Regions from separate parts of the Zea mays genome. Here regions 1 and 3 are each linked to region 2. A link is a contact called in public Hi-C data. All regions are on one chromosome and are shown on one strand. Each heading gives the region's core, a stretch centred on a gene start, on an enhancer-like site or on the middle of the called end of the contact. The rest is flanking DNA. Distances are from core to core; before and after follow the strand shown.

The links. Hi-C and Micro-C count contacts between places; a contact is called where the count stands out from the background.
Region 1: a contact with region 2 is called in a Hi-C map of tassel, with 4 times the contacts expected there. The contact joins the promoter of LOC100191345 here to the promoter of LOC103637069 in region 2. A contact is called at or near these places in 6 of 25 Hi-C or Micro-C datasets (bundle sheath, ear, endosperm and 3 more).
Region 3: a Hi-C map of endosperm shows a contact between it and region 2, with 4 times the contacts expected there. The contact joins the promoter of LOC100272801 here to the promoter of LOC103637069 in region 2. A contact is called at or near these places in 2 of 25 Hi-C or Micro-C datasets (endosperm and leaf).

What each region holds. Positions count from the first base shown.
Region 1 is chr8:85,846,899-85,850,826 of Zm-B73-REFERENCE-NAM-5.0, reverse strand. It overlaps LOC100191345, which reads right to left and starts at 2,361. Exons shown (of 8, transcript NM_001136779.1): 1 at 2,226-2,361; 2 at 1,561-1,673. The coding sequence starts at 2,304.
Region 2 is chr8:85,642,041-85,645,891 of Zm-B73-REFERENCE-NAM-5.0, reverse strand. It overlaps LOC103637069 (mucin-1), which reads left to right and starts at 1,619. Exons shown (of 2, transcript XM_020543034.1): 1 at 1,619-1,690; 2 at 2,001-3,851. The coding sequence starts at 1,619. The coding sequence ends at 2,699.
Region 3 is chr8:85,500,522-85,504,705 of Zm-B73-REFERENCE-NAM-5.0, reverse strand. It overlaps LOC100272801 (putative cytochrome P450 superfamily protein), which reads left to right and starts at 2,806. Exons shown (of 3, transcript NM_001147254.1): 1 at 2,806-3,731. The coding sequence starts at 2,947.

The sequences.
Region 1 (3,928 bases), core at 1,112-3,611, 200 kb before region 2:
CTAGTCAAGAAGTCGGTACAGAGGTGATAGTCGATCTGAACGACTCGACTTTCTCTACTAGTCACGCTCGACTCGTCGACTAGTCACGACTAGTCGACGCAGTTGAGTCGGACTACTTATTTGGGCCCAGATATAAAAATATGAGCCCACCCAGCCATCTCAACCCTAGTAGGTAGGATGCTAATGAACAAGTTTTCTACCTTATTTATCTATGGATACGGAATGATTCATGACTTGATGAGGGCCAAGACAAATGATAGAGATCTTGTGAGTCATGTGACTACTATGTTTGCAACATCCTTGCTTACATTGGCTAAGATGTCGAAACAAAGACAAGGGTTGAAAGCTCTCTTTGTTAGTAATGAATGGTGTGAGAGCAAATTGAAGAACACTAAAGTAAGGAATGCACGTGTTGTTTGTCACTCTGTTGCATTTTGGCAAGCAGATGAAGTAATTTCTATTGTTGATAAGAGGTGGGACGGTCAGATGAATACCATACCAATCTGTATAGAGCAACTTTGTTTTTTAATCCAAACAAGTTCTTTGAAACTAGAGAGAACAATAGAAGACTTCCTACACAACTATATTTAATATTTAATATTTAATGATATATTGTAGAAGAAGATGGATGAAAATATACTAAACAAGGTGTTTTTTAGTGTTCCAGCATGTTTTTAGTCTTAGCATATATAGAAAGTTATAAAAATACAATCACCGACTTATGTTCGACGAGTCACGACTAGTCTGTCCTAGTCTCGACGTCTACTAGTCAGTAGCTGCACAATTCGGCTCGACTTCTTGACTCAAAAACATTGATGTCAACCAAGAATGCACCTAGAATTGCATTCTTTTGTGGATAGAGGTAGTAGATAAAATGTACCATACCATAGAAGATTATCAACAAGTTACGGTACAAATCTTAAAATGTTAATTTCATAAAATTACTACATTGTTCTCATAATCATCAAAAAGCTACCATTTCTGGTGCCCATTTCACAAAACTATAACACTTAAGGTACCCTTATAAGGCTATCTCCAGCAGCTTACCTAGCCTATCCCCTATATCGTTCCTTATTTCAAACTTTACTCTGTGAACAGTGTATTGCCCCAAAAATGTTTTGAGCACCTGAGCCCACTGGACAGCATCATATATTGCAACAGATTGGGGCCATTCTTTTTTTCTGCACTATGTGATGCTGGCAAGTGGGTCCAGGTTCTCAGGGCACAATGTTGCAAGTTTGTGAGAAGGGAACCCAAAGTTTTGGTAGTTTTATGAAATCGGCACTAGAAGTGGTTATTTTGTGACAACTGGGACAGGAATGTGATATTTTTGTAAAGTATACTAACTTAAAAGGAAAAATCTGGTAATAAGAACAATGAAACTATGCTGACATTCGACGTATACAAACTTAAAGCAAAGTGAGAAGCATTCATATAAAAAATGGAAATGTTCCTTTGTGCTAAACAGTTGATGATGTCAACATCAAACGTATAAATATCATAAAAAAGCATACAACATCAAAGGTAATTTGCATGTAGCAATGTAGGGAGTAAACAAACCCTTTTAAATCCAGGTTCCATGCTACCAGAGAGAACCACTACAACTGGTGACTCGCTCCCTGTGAAAACTATCAACCCCTTCCATATGATTAATGCAGAGGTAACAATCATACCTGCAAAGAGAAAAATTCGAAAGTTAAAACCCTCCTCATGAGACTCATGTTGCAAATTAACAGTCAAATATCAAACCGCAGGAAAGTCCCAGTGTACAAACCTGAATTGCTATTAGCGACAACTGGAGTCTAGAGTAACCCACAAGAAACTTAATCACTTCTTCAGTGCATAAGCATCATTATAAACGCTCCAGATAATAAAAGAGGAGAAGAAGAAAAAAAAACAAAATCCAGTTCTCTAAAGCTGTCACACCCAATTCGACTACTGTTCTCATCTACGCATTTTTATGATTCTTAAGGGGGGTAGCTAAAGAGTTCAGATCATAGAACCAGATGAAGAATCAGGAGCAGTCTCCACCGATCTTACGGCAAAAACCACTGGAAATGGAAAAAAGACTTGTCCCGCTAATTAAAATCGTAGTAGACTCGCATGGCAAAGGCCTCACCACAAACCCAAGAATTATAGGGCTCCAAACGCACTACAAAGATCTCGAGGAGAAAAAAAAAACAAGCAGGGGGGAAAGAAGAGGAGGGTGCGGCAGAGAGCGTCACCGAGGCTGATGATCTGCGTGAGCAATTGGCGGATCTGCATGGAGCGGATTGACTCCATCGTGTCGCCGACGAACCCCATCTCGCTCCCTCTCCCTCGGCTTTCCGGCGGCGAAATCACGAGTCACGAACAGGATGGGAAGTGGAGGAAGAGAAATATTGATGTAACCCCGAAAGCCCAGCTGAAGCACGTTTTTTAATCCGGTACGAGTCCAATCCGACCGTCTTTATACAGTGCGTGACCGTCTTTATACGGTTCGGTTCGGGTAGAGATGACAACGGGTACAAACCCGCCGAATTTTGCTATCCCAAACCTCACTCATTAAAAAACCTATACATGTGACGATTTTGAAATTTTACCCAAACTCAAACCCATTGGGTTTGCGGGTACACACGGGTTACCCGCGGGTTTTTATCTCCAATATGCTTATTCTTTTTATAATCAATAAGTATCGTAATTGTTGGGGACTTGTTCTTAAATGCTATGAATTAAGATTAAGGCAATACAAAATGTTAAAGGTAAAAGCTCTTCGTCCTTTGAAGCACTATTTCCCTTAGCATATAATGATCTTCACACGAAGGTCATGAAAGACATACCTTCTCAGTATATGATAATGAAAGAAGAAGCATGTAAAATATAAGAAACAATATGAATAATCATATAATATTACTAACTCATCTTTTATTATATTGTCATGGATAAATAGAAATAATATAAAATTACATTTGTACCTTCGGCTTAACAGAAGGAGAAAGAACAAGTGTGATGCACGAGCGAGTACAAATCAGCGTCTACAGTACGGGGGTAGTGTTATCTATTTATAGGCACAGGGCGCAGCCTGTGTGAAATTACATTTATACCCTTTACAAAAAGATTACAATCATGACACAAACTATCATGAGTCAATCTGTCTTTTCATCTTTAAGTCGGTGCAACCCTTCGTCTTAGACATGTCGTTATGCCGAAGTTCCCTGTAAGGTAGCTTCGGCGTTATTTCCGTGCTGATCTTCCGAAGGTGTTTCTTCTTACAGGACCTTCGGCTACGAAGCAGACCCCCAACAGTAGCCCTTCGTGGTGCTAGATCGTTTTTCGTAACGAGCTTGATCCGTGAAAAATTGTCCTAGGCTTCGGAATGCCGAAGGTCTGAAAAACACCTTCCCTGAGCTCGTTACCGAGAAACGATTAAAATAATCTGAGCGCGGGGTGGTCCCACCATGCAGCGGGTATGCACGATCTGCCGATTCATCTCGCACGCACCGTGGTCCACCGTTCAGTGAGTGCGAGTGACTGTTGAGCGGGTACGGGCGACTTGACGATTCACCTTCACACCTGCAGCACTATATAAACAGACGGGTATGTGTGAAGTTACCACAGCATTCATTGTCATTGTACTGTTGTGCTGCTGAAAAATTTAACCATAGCCGAAGCTTTCTCATTGCATTCTCAAGGAAAGCATCGTTTTGATCTAGCTTCGTCATAAGAGAGAGCTTCGTCACAACCATAAAAATCATCAACATTCGTAAGAACTGCAAGGAATTCAGCACCTGATGGCCAGAGTTCGTTCAACTGCTAGGGTGACTCGTGACGGAGAGAAGGCCGAAGCCACATAGACTGCCCCGATCTCTGAAGTGATGAAACAATCGGGAATGGTTGTGACAGAGGTAGCTGCTGACGAAGGTGCACCTGCTGCCGAAGCTGAATATGT
Region 2 (3,851 bases), core at 370-2,869:
AGAACACCGCCGCCTGTGCACAGCATCGGTAAGGAGGAGGAGATGTGGGGATCGTCAATCTCGAGTTCGACGGTCATGATTAGAGCACTGTTACCTGTTTGGCTCGATAAATCCTGAGCGTTGATCTGTGAATGGGCGGATGAGAGGGTGTAATAAAATTGGGGCCATTGATCTATGATCCTATGGTCGCAGTCACATAGCGGTTCAAGATTAAATCTGGGCCATGGATCTCAGATCCAGTGACCTCCTTCACGTACATGTTCGGGTAAAATATAGGGATCCTCGAATCTTGATTTGACAGCCATAAAAGCGCGCATGTATATACTGTCGTGTTATATTCGCTAATGAGTCCCTCGGTTTTCGTAGAAACAACACGCAGGCCTTCTACCTCTAAGAACCATAACAAACTGGTCCTAGATCTGGTTAACAGAACCCTGAGCTCTCGGGTATTAGAAACCGCAGCCCTGATCTCATTTAAACAAACATGGGAATTGAATTTTAGGTATATTAATTATAATAAAACAACCTAAAACTTGTTTATTGCATAACTTCTCTGTTTTAACCTCAATTTCCACCGTTCTAGTCGTGTTAGCTTCGTATTAAAGTTGTCTACACATTAACAAAATTTGTTTAGTGTGTTCAAAGATAACTAAATATTTGGTTAACCCAATGTTTATTGGACTTACTTTTCTAGTCACAGTCAATATGATTAACTTGATCCATCTATAATTTGACTAAAATATGATCTTTAATCATGTTATAATTAAAGTTGAATTAGTTATTTTTTTAGATTGTATGGCTCATATGGTTTATATTAATAGAATATATCTTTATCATTTAATCACCTAAGAACTACGGAAAAACATATCTTTTTAACCGTAACTCCGATTTTAGTGGTTCTCGAATCTACGATCTCGTTGCAACGCGTAGAACATTATTATGCAGTGTGTTCTCATATTTGGTGTGATGTTAATTTCTCCTATGCAATGTTTTTTACTATTTTGAGTAGACGAGCAAGTGACCGAGGAGCCCAGAGCACATCAGGTTGAAGATTCTGAGCAGAAGCTCGCAGAAGGCAAGTTGTGCCCTTGACCACTCTTCTTTACCTAACAATGTTCTCTATAATTATTGTGACATGCTCAGGTTAATTTGATGGGACCTAATAGGTTGCCCTAGTTTTGTTTACCTCACACCTTGCTTGTAAATGAATTATTTGGTAGTTTAGCTATGTTGTACCTGGTTTTGGGAAGTAATGCTAAATGAAACATGATCATACTTTATCATTATTGCTGGATTATTTACTATTCATGATAAGATTATTGTGTTAACTAGAACATGGAGAACCAATTGGGAAAACAGTGCTACCACAAGGGTGGAATAGGACATCCTAGGCCAAGTAATTAGAAAATCTAGGGAGAGACTACCTTACCCAAAAGGGACAAGCGAGGAGCGGGTCAGTATAGAGTATAGGGAGGACCTCGGGTTGGACTGTTTGTAAAGCTTTTCAAACGAGGAACTCCTATGCTTCCTTCTTCTTAAATCCGTAGCGGGTTTTCTCGAACTAGTGTAACTTTGGAAAGGCCTCGTAGTGCTACTCTGCCTCGTCTCCTCGGTAGAGATGAATGGGAATTGTAGGCCCCTTGGAAAATGGGTAGCACATCTTGTGGGTAAAGATGTGAACCTCTACAGAGTACAAAACTAGAATATCAGTCGTGCTCACGGTCAAGAACATCTTGGACACTCACATGTGTAACTTATGGAATTAAATTTAATTTGTCATATGCATTGCATTGTGGGATTTATTATAATTGTGATCTCTTATTTTATTGGATGGTATACACCTATACTTAGTAACTGTTAATAAAATTTTGACCAACATATTAAATGCAATGCTCAGCTTCATTACAACTATTAAGAGCCATTTGTAGACTGCCCCCGCTCCCGTCCAGCAACGGCCTCCCGCACCGCACGGCAGCACGCCGCAAACCCCTGCGCAATAGCTGTCGTCCAGCCCCCGCCCCTGCTCCCCCACGCTGCGCGCGTCCGTGATACCGGGGATCTGCAACCCCCCATCCCCTAGCCCCCTCCCCGTCCCTGCTCCCCCCACGCTGCGCGCGTTCGTGATGCCAGGGATCCATCTCCTCTCCCCCATCTCTCCTGTACGCACTCTCTCTCTCCTCCCCAAGCTGCTGACTGGCTCGCGAAGTCGCCAAGGGATCAATCGAGATCTAATCTCGTTTCTGAGATGGGTGCATCTACCGCCATGGGAGCGCTCGAGCAGGCCCACCTCGCGGCCGTCGCTTCCGCATGCGATGATGATGAGCAAAACGACGCCGCAGGCCTTGCACGACGGCGACGAACCCGTCGACACCGCGTCGCCGGCGACGAGCCCCGACGGGGATGCCACGAAGCAGCAGGACTGCGCGTCCTCCGCCACGCCGCATTCTCCTCCGCCGGCAGCGGCGACGGCGGGCTGCTGGAGCACCTTGTCGAGCGTGGCGCGGAGGCCAGCGGCGACGGCCTCGTGGCTCCTGGCGACGCCCAGCCACGCCTGGCCCTCCCCGGCCAGCTGCCGGAGCCGCTCCTCCAGATCCGCGCCGCGGCGGCGGGCGCGCTCCAGCTCTGCCTCCGCGGCGCGGAGCCGAGCCTCCGTCGCGCGGCCCACGGCTGGCTCACGGTCCAGCATCATGGCAACGTAGAGCGGCAGCACAGCCGTGAGCACTGGTCGGGCGTGAAGATGCGCTACCACCGGATCCTCCCAAGAGTTTGTTTCTCTGCAGAGAACCCATGGTCATGCGACGAGCCACGGCTCATCGACGAAAGCCGCTTCACTGCAAGTCTGCAACATGCTCACCATCCAGCATTGTCGTCATCTTGTACACAATCCTAGCTCCTCTCCTCCTTCAGACTGTCTAGGCGCTGGAACGCAGTGAGTCTCCAACTGTGTGCCTCGCTGGCCTTCTTTAGTAATCGGGCCTTCAAGATTGCCATGCAACAAACGCAATGGAGCAGACAAGCAAGCCAAGGACAATTAGCAACTTGAAGGTATTGGACATGCCATCGTAGGTGTGTGCATCATGGCCCAGTCGCTAGCACGAGCCCAGACAGGTTATTGTAGGAGAAGTCTATGGCCGTAAGGCTCTGCATTGCAGCAATGGTTGCCGATATTTCTCCACCAAGGTGGTTCCGGGACAGGTTCAGGTAGTTGAGTATTCGGCTATTAATGGTTATTTCGACTGAGATCCAGGTAGGTGAGCAAGCGGTACTTCCCATCTCCGGCGACGCACCAGTGCCGGAAATCGGCAAGAAGCTACCGGACAGGGAGCCGGTCGTCGGCGATCCAGCGCATCGGATCGGGCGGCAGAGAAGGACTCGGGTCGTTTTGAAAAACGGGGTAGGCGATCATAGGGCCACCTCCTTCGTTACTGAGCTCCGGTTATGGCTGATGATGCTCGACAGTGGTTAAATCTGGCGAGAAGCACAAAATACCAAAGTTGTGGGTGTTATAATACTAGAAATGCAATTGCTTGGTTCGGGATAATAATTTTACGAAGCCTAGACATGGGATACCTCCGTTCCAAAAAAACTCTCAGAGACACCGTGTCCGTCGACGAACAAAGGATTTACTGTGACGCAACGCACGCACCTCGACCCGCACCAGCGCGTCGACCTCCACGCCCTGGTGGTACAGCTACGACAGGACGCCACTGGCCATCGGGCGGCTGGTGTTGGGGCTTGACGAGGACGACCGCCATGAGGGCCTGTGCTGGACACCCAAGCATGTCTCCAAGGCCTTCCGCGATGGCACCCGAGGTACAGCGGTCCCACTGCTTCCAACTCTCCAATTTCCC
Region 3 (4,184 bases), core at 1,557-4,056, 140 kb after region 2:
GCGCGTGTTGTTCGCACGCGTTGTCGTGTGCCGTTCGCGTGTGTCGCGCGCCTTGCCGCGTGCCGTTCACGCGTATCGCGCGTTGTCCGCGCGCTAAGTCGTTTGTGTCCGCGCGTTGCGCACATCGTGTTTGCACGTCGTGCGTCGTTAATTCGTCTCCCTTAGAATCGCTCATATTCATTAAGTTACTTGCTTAACTGTCAACTATTAAAATAGTAAGTTAGTCAAAACTAAGTAGTAGTATTAATTTACATTTGATTAATATAAATTAATATAATTATGTTGAATTGGATGTTCTAATTAGTACTTGTTTAACGTAAACGCGCTAACCCCTCGACCGTAGCTTCGACTATCGTGGTTCTTTTCCTCGCATAACTGTAGAAGCGCTCTCTATTTTATATTGCTCGCTTTTATAATATTTTATCTTGTATGGTGTAATGTTTTATGCAAGTATATGTTTGTTTGTGCCTGTTTGTATTCGTTGTGCGTCGCGAATAGACTGCGATCCATTTCCGAGCTTCGAGGAATCGACGGTCAAGCTTCGGCGACCAAGTAATCTAGCTATTCGAGTTCCACGAAGTTGAAGACCCTGAGCATCTGTTTGATGAAGGCAAGTGTCCTCTGACCTATTATGTCCCATTTACTTTATAATTCCTCAACCCGCATACCATGATCAACCTAAGGATTGACTAGCTTTGTATTTACCTTGCCCTTGATTACCTTTTGGGTTATTATTGTTTAGCTTTATGCTATTGCTCAACTCTAATCAATGAACATGATGAGATTTATCAATGATACGCGGTTTCCCTTCTTTATTATGATGTTATACTTGTGTCATTCAAGGGGGCTCTCGCGGTTTCTCGAGTGTCTCTCCGTAAGGACCTGTTCGTTGGATGACCGCCCGGGAAAACAGTGCAACCATGAGGGTGAAATGGGATGCCCTTAGCTAATTAATTAGAGGAACTAGAGGTGTAGTTGCTTCGTCGTCGTGCCGTCAATGGGGTCCAGGCACAGTGCTTGCTCTGCCGAGGCTGAGTGCCGAGGTTTTTTTGTTTTGCTTTTGTTAGTCACCCTCCTGCGGGGAGAGGTACTGTGTTTATCAAACTGGAGAAACCTAACGGGCGGCTATGACCTCTAGGGAATCTTTGTAAAGGCTACGTAGTGATACCCTGCCGGACCACCTAGGAAGTGATCAATGGGGAGTCATGATCCCCGGGCAAAACGGGAATCACGGCTCATGGGTAAAGTGTGCGACCTCTGCAGAGTGTTATGAAACTGATATATCAGCCGTGCTCGCGGTTATGAGCGGCCAAGGGAGCTCCATTGATTAGATACTTCGATCAGAGATGGTTGGTTTACAGATGATGATGAGGACGATTATGATCATGCTTATGGTAATGGTAAGTGGTATTCTTTCCATTTGGAAAGGGTACTTTGGGTTAAGAACTTGGGTTAATGCTAAAACCTGGCTTTCTACTAGTAATAATAACCTGACCAACTAAAAGCAACTGCTTGACTTAACCCCACATAAAGCTAGTCCACTACAGCCAAACGGGACATTTGCTGAGTACGTTGATGTGTACTCACCCTTGCTTTCACAAAACACCAGGTTGCCTTTGGTGCAATCTATGCTCAGGTAAACAAGGCGTCGAGGCGGATCTCCAGGAGTTCTAGGACGTCGACGAGTTCGAGGATTAGGCTAGCGACCTCCCCCAGTCAGCTGCCTGTGGTGGGTTGTTTACGTTGGCTACGTTTCGATTCTGTGTACTTTGATTTATATTATGTAAATGACTCTAGTTTGTAATATTATTACTTACTCTTTATTGTAATTCGAAGCATTGTGCTATGATGAGTCATTTATGTAATCGCTGTGTACGTGAATTACTGATCCTGGCACGTACATGGTTCGCATTCGGTTTACCTTCAAAACCGGGTGTGACAATATGGAGCCCCTACTACATAGCAAGTCTGAGAGTCCTCTCATTATGGATTCTATATAAAGAAGGTCAACTGTGGAGACTATAGTAGCTCTTACTCAGACTATCTATGAAAAAGCTAGAATTCATTTGTCTTCATCTATGAACTTAAATCTACCGGTAAGACGGGCTTCTTAAGTTTAATTACATGTGTAGGAACTTCTAATTGGCCTAGCAAGGATGGACATCTTTCATCAATTTATTAGATTTAGTGAGAGGCTCCAAGATGGTATATGTAGAATGGGAGGTAAAGACAAACTTTGGCCAGTTTACATTTTCAAAACTACAACTATATATCTTGCCTATCCTTGTTTACTATAAATAAGAGTGGTAATGGATCACGATCCAAATGTTTTTCGTAATTTATTTGTGCCTTTAATTAATATTAGTTCAAAATTGAATAGAATTAGAGTCCAATCTTAATCGATCTGACACTTAAAATTTTTAGTGTAAAATTTAGAGTCATTACCACCCCTAACTATAAGAACCCATCACAGTCCACTTATCTGCACATTCTCTAATTTTGTTCTGTGAATTAGCTGAAGCATTTTTGTAAGGACTTGGCTGCGTTTCGTAATTAGTAACAGTAAACTTTTCCATGGAAAAGACGGGTTAGCGGAGCTGCAACTTCACCGACTGCAGTCTCAGCGGTGATCCATGAATCCCCTTTGGGCCTTCCGCTGCCAGCAAATAGCAATAGTAGTGTTTGATCCCGTTCCAAAAACAAAAACAAAAAGAAGAGCCACACATTTTGGAAACTTTTTTGTGGGGCCCGCCCGCAGCACCAAAACCATACCAACCCCCGCAATGGCAAACCAAACAAATTCGTGTACTCAAATTGGACCCGTCTCGGCGCTCTCTCCCAAAAAAACGCTATAAAATCCCCGGCATTCCTCCTTGCCTGTTCCATCGCCTCCACGAACAAACCACACACCCCACCTACCCCGGCCGGACCGGCAGGCAGCACAGCATGGACCTCGCCCTCCTAGAGAAGGCCCTGCTGGGCCTGTTCGCCGCGGCTGTGGTGGCCATCGCCGTGGCCAAGCTGACCGGCAAGCGGTACCGCCTCCCACCGGGGCCCCCGGGCGCCCCCGTGGTGGGAAACTGGCTGCAGGTGGGCGACGACCTGAACCACCGCAACCTGATGGCCATGGCGAAGCGGTTCGGCGACATCTTCCTGCTGCGCATGGGCGTGCGCAACCTGGTGGTGGTGTCGACCCCGGAGCTGGCCAAGGAGGTGCTCCACACGCAGGGCGTGGAGTTCGGCTCCCGCACCCGCAACGTGGTGTTCGACATCTTCACGGGCAAGGGGCAGGACATGGTGTTCACGGTGTACGGCGACCACTGGCGCAAGATGCGGCGCATCATGACCGTCCCCTTCTTCACCAACAAGGTGGTGGCCCAGAACCGCGCCGGGTGGGAGGAGGAGGCCCGGCTGGTGGTGGAGGACGTGAGGAAGGACCCCGAGGCCGCGGCCGGCGGCGTCGTGCTCCGCCGCCGCCTCCAGCTGATGATGTACAACGACATGTTCCGCATCATGTTCGACCGCCGGTTCGACAGCGAGCACGACCCGCTCTTCAACAAGCTCAAGGCGCTCAACGCGGAGCGCAGCCGCCTGTCGCAGAGCTTCGAGTACAACTACGGCGACTTCATCCCCGTGCTCCGCCCCTTCCTCCGCGGCTACCTCAACCGCTGCCACGACCTCAAGACGCGCCGCATGAAGGTCTTCGAGGACAACTTCGTACAGGAGCGCAAGTAAGTCTGCCATATTCCATTTTCTTTCCTTTCCTTTTTCTTTTGAGCTGGCCACCTGGGCTGGTGGTTGGTTGACGGCGGGTGGAGTTGCAAGTTGCATCGTCGGCGGGTGAGGTATGAGCTGGAGGCTGGAGCTGGGCGGAAGACAGTTGCATGCATTGCATCTGTGCCTCTGTGGTGGTGGCTGCGCACATGCTGCAACCGATGCCATCTACCGGTGGACAAATCAATGCCATCTGCCAGTGGACAAGGACGAATCAACAGCCAAGTCCATATTTTATTTTATTTTGCTAGTCATTGAATTTTGGCGAGATCGGACGACTTTTGTGATGCATGGCTGGCTCCAGTCATGTTTGACACGTAACTAAAAGACCCACCGCACGGGTTAGGGAGTACTAGTACCTACTACTCCTAAACAACAACTTGTAGTTGTCCACAACAGGTTAACAGATC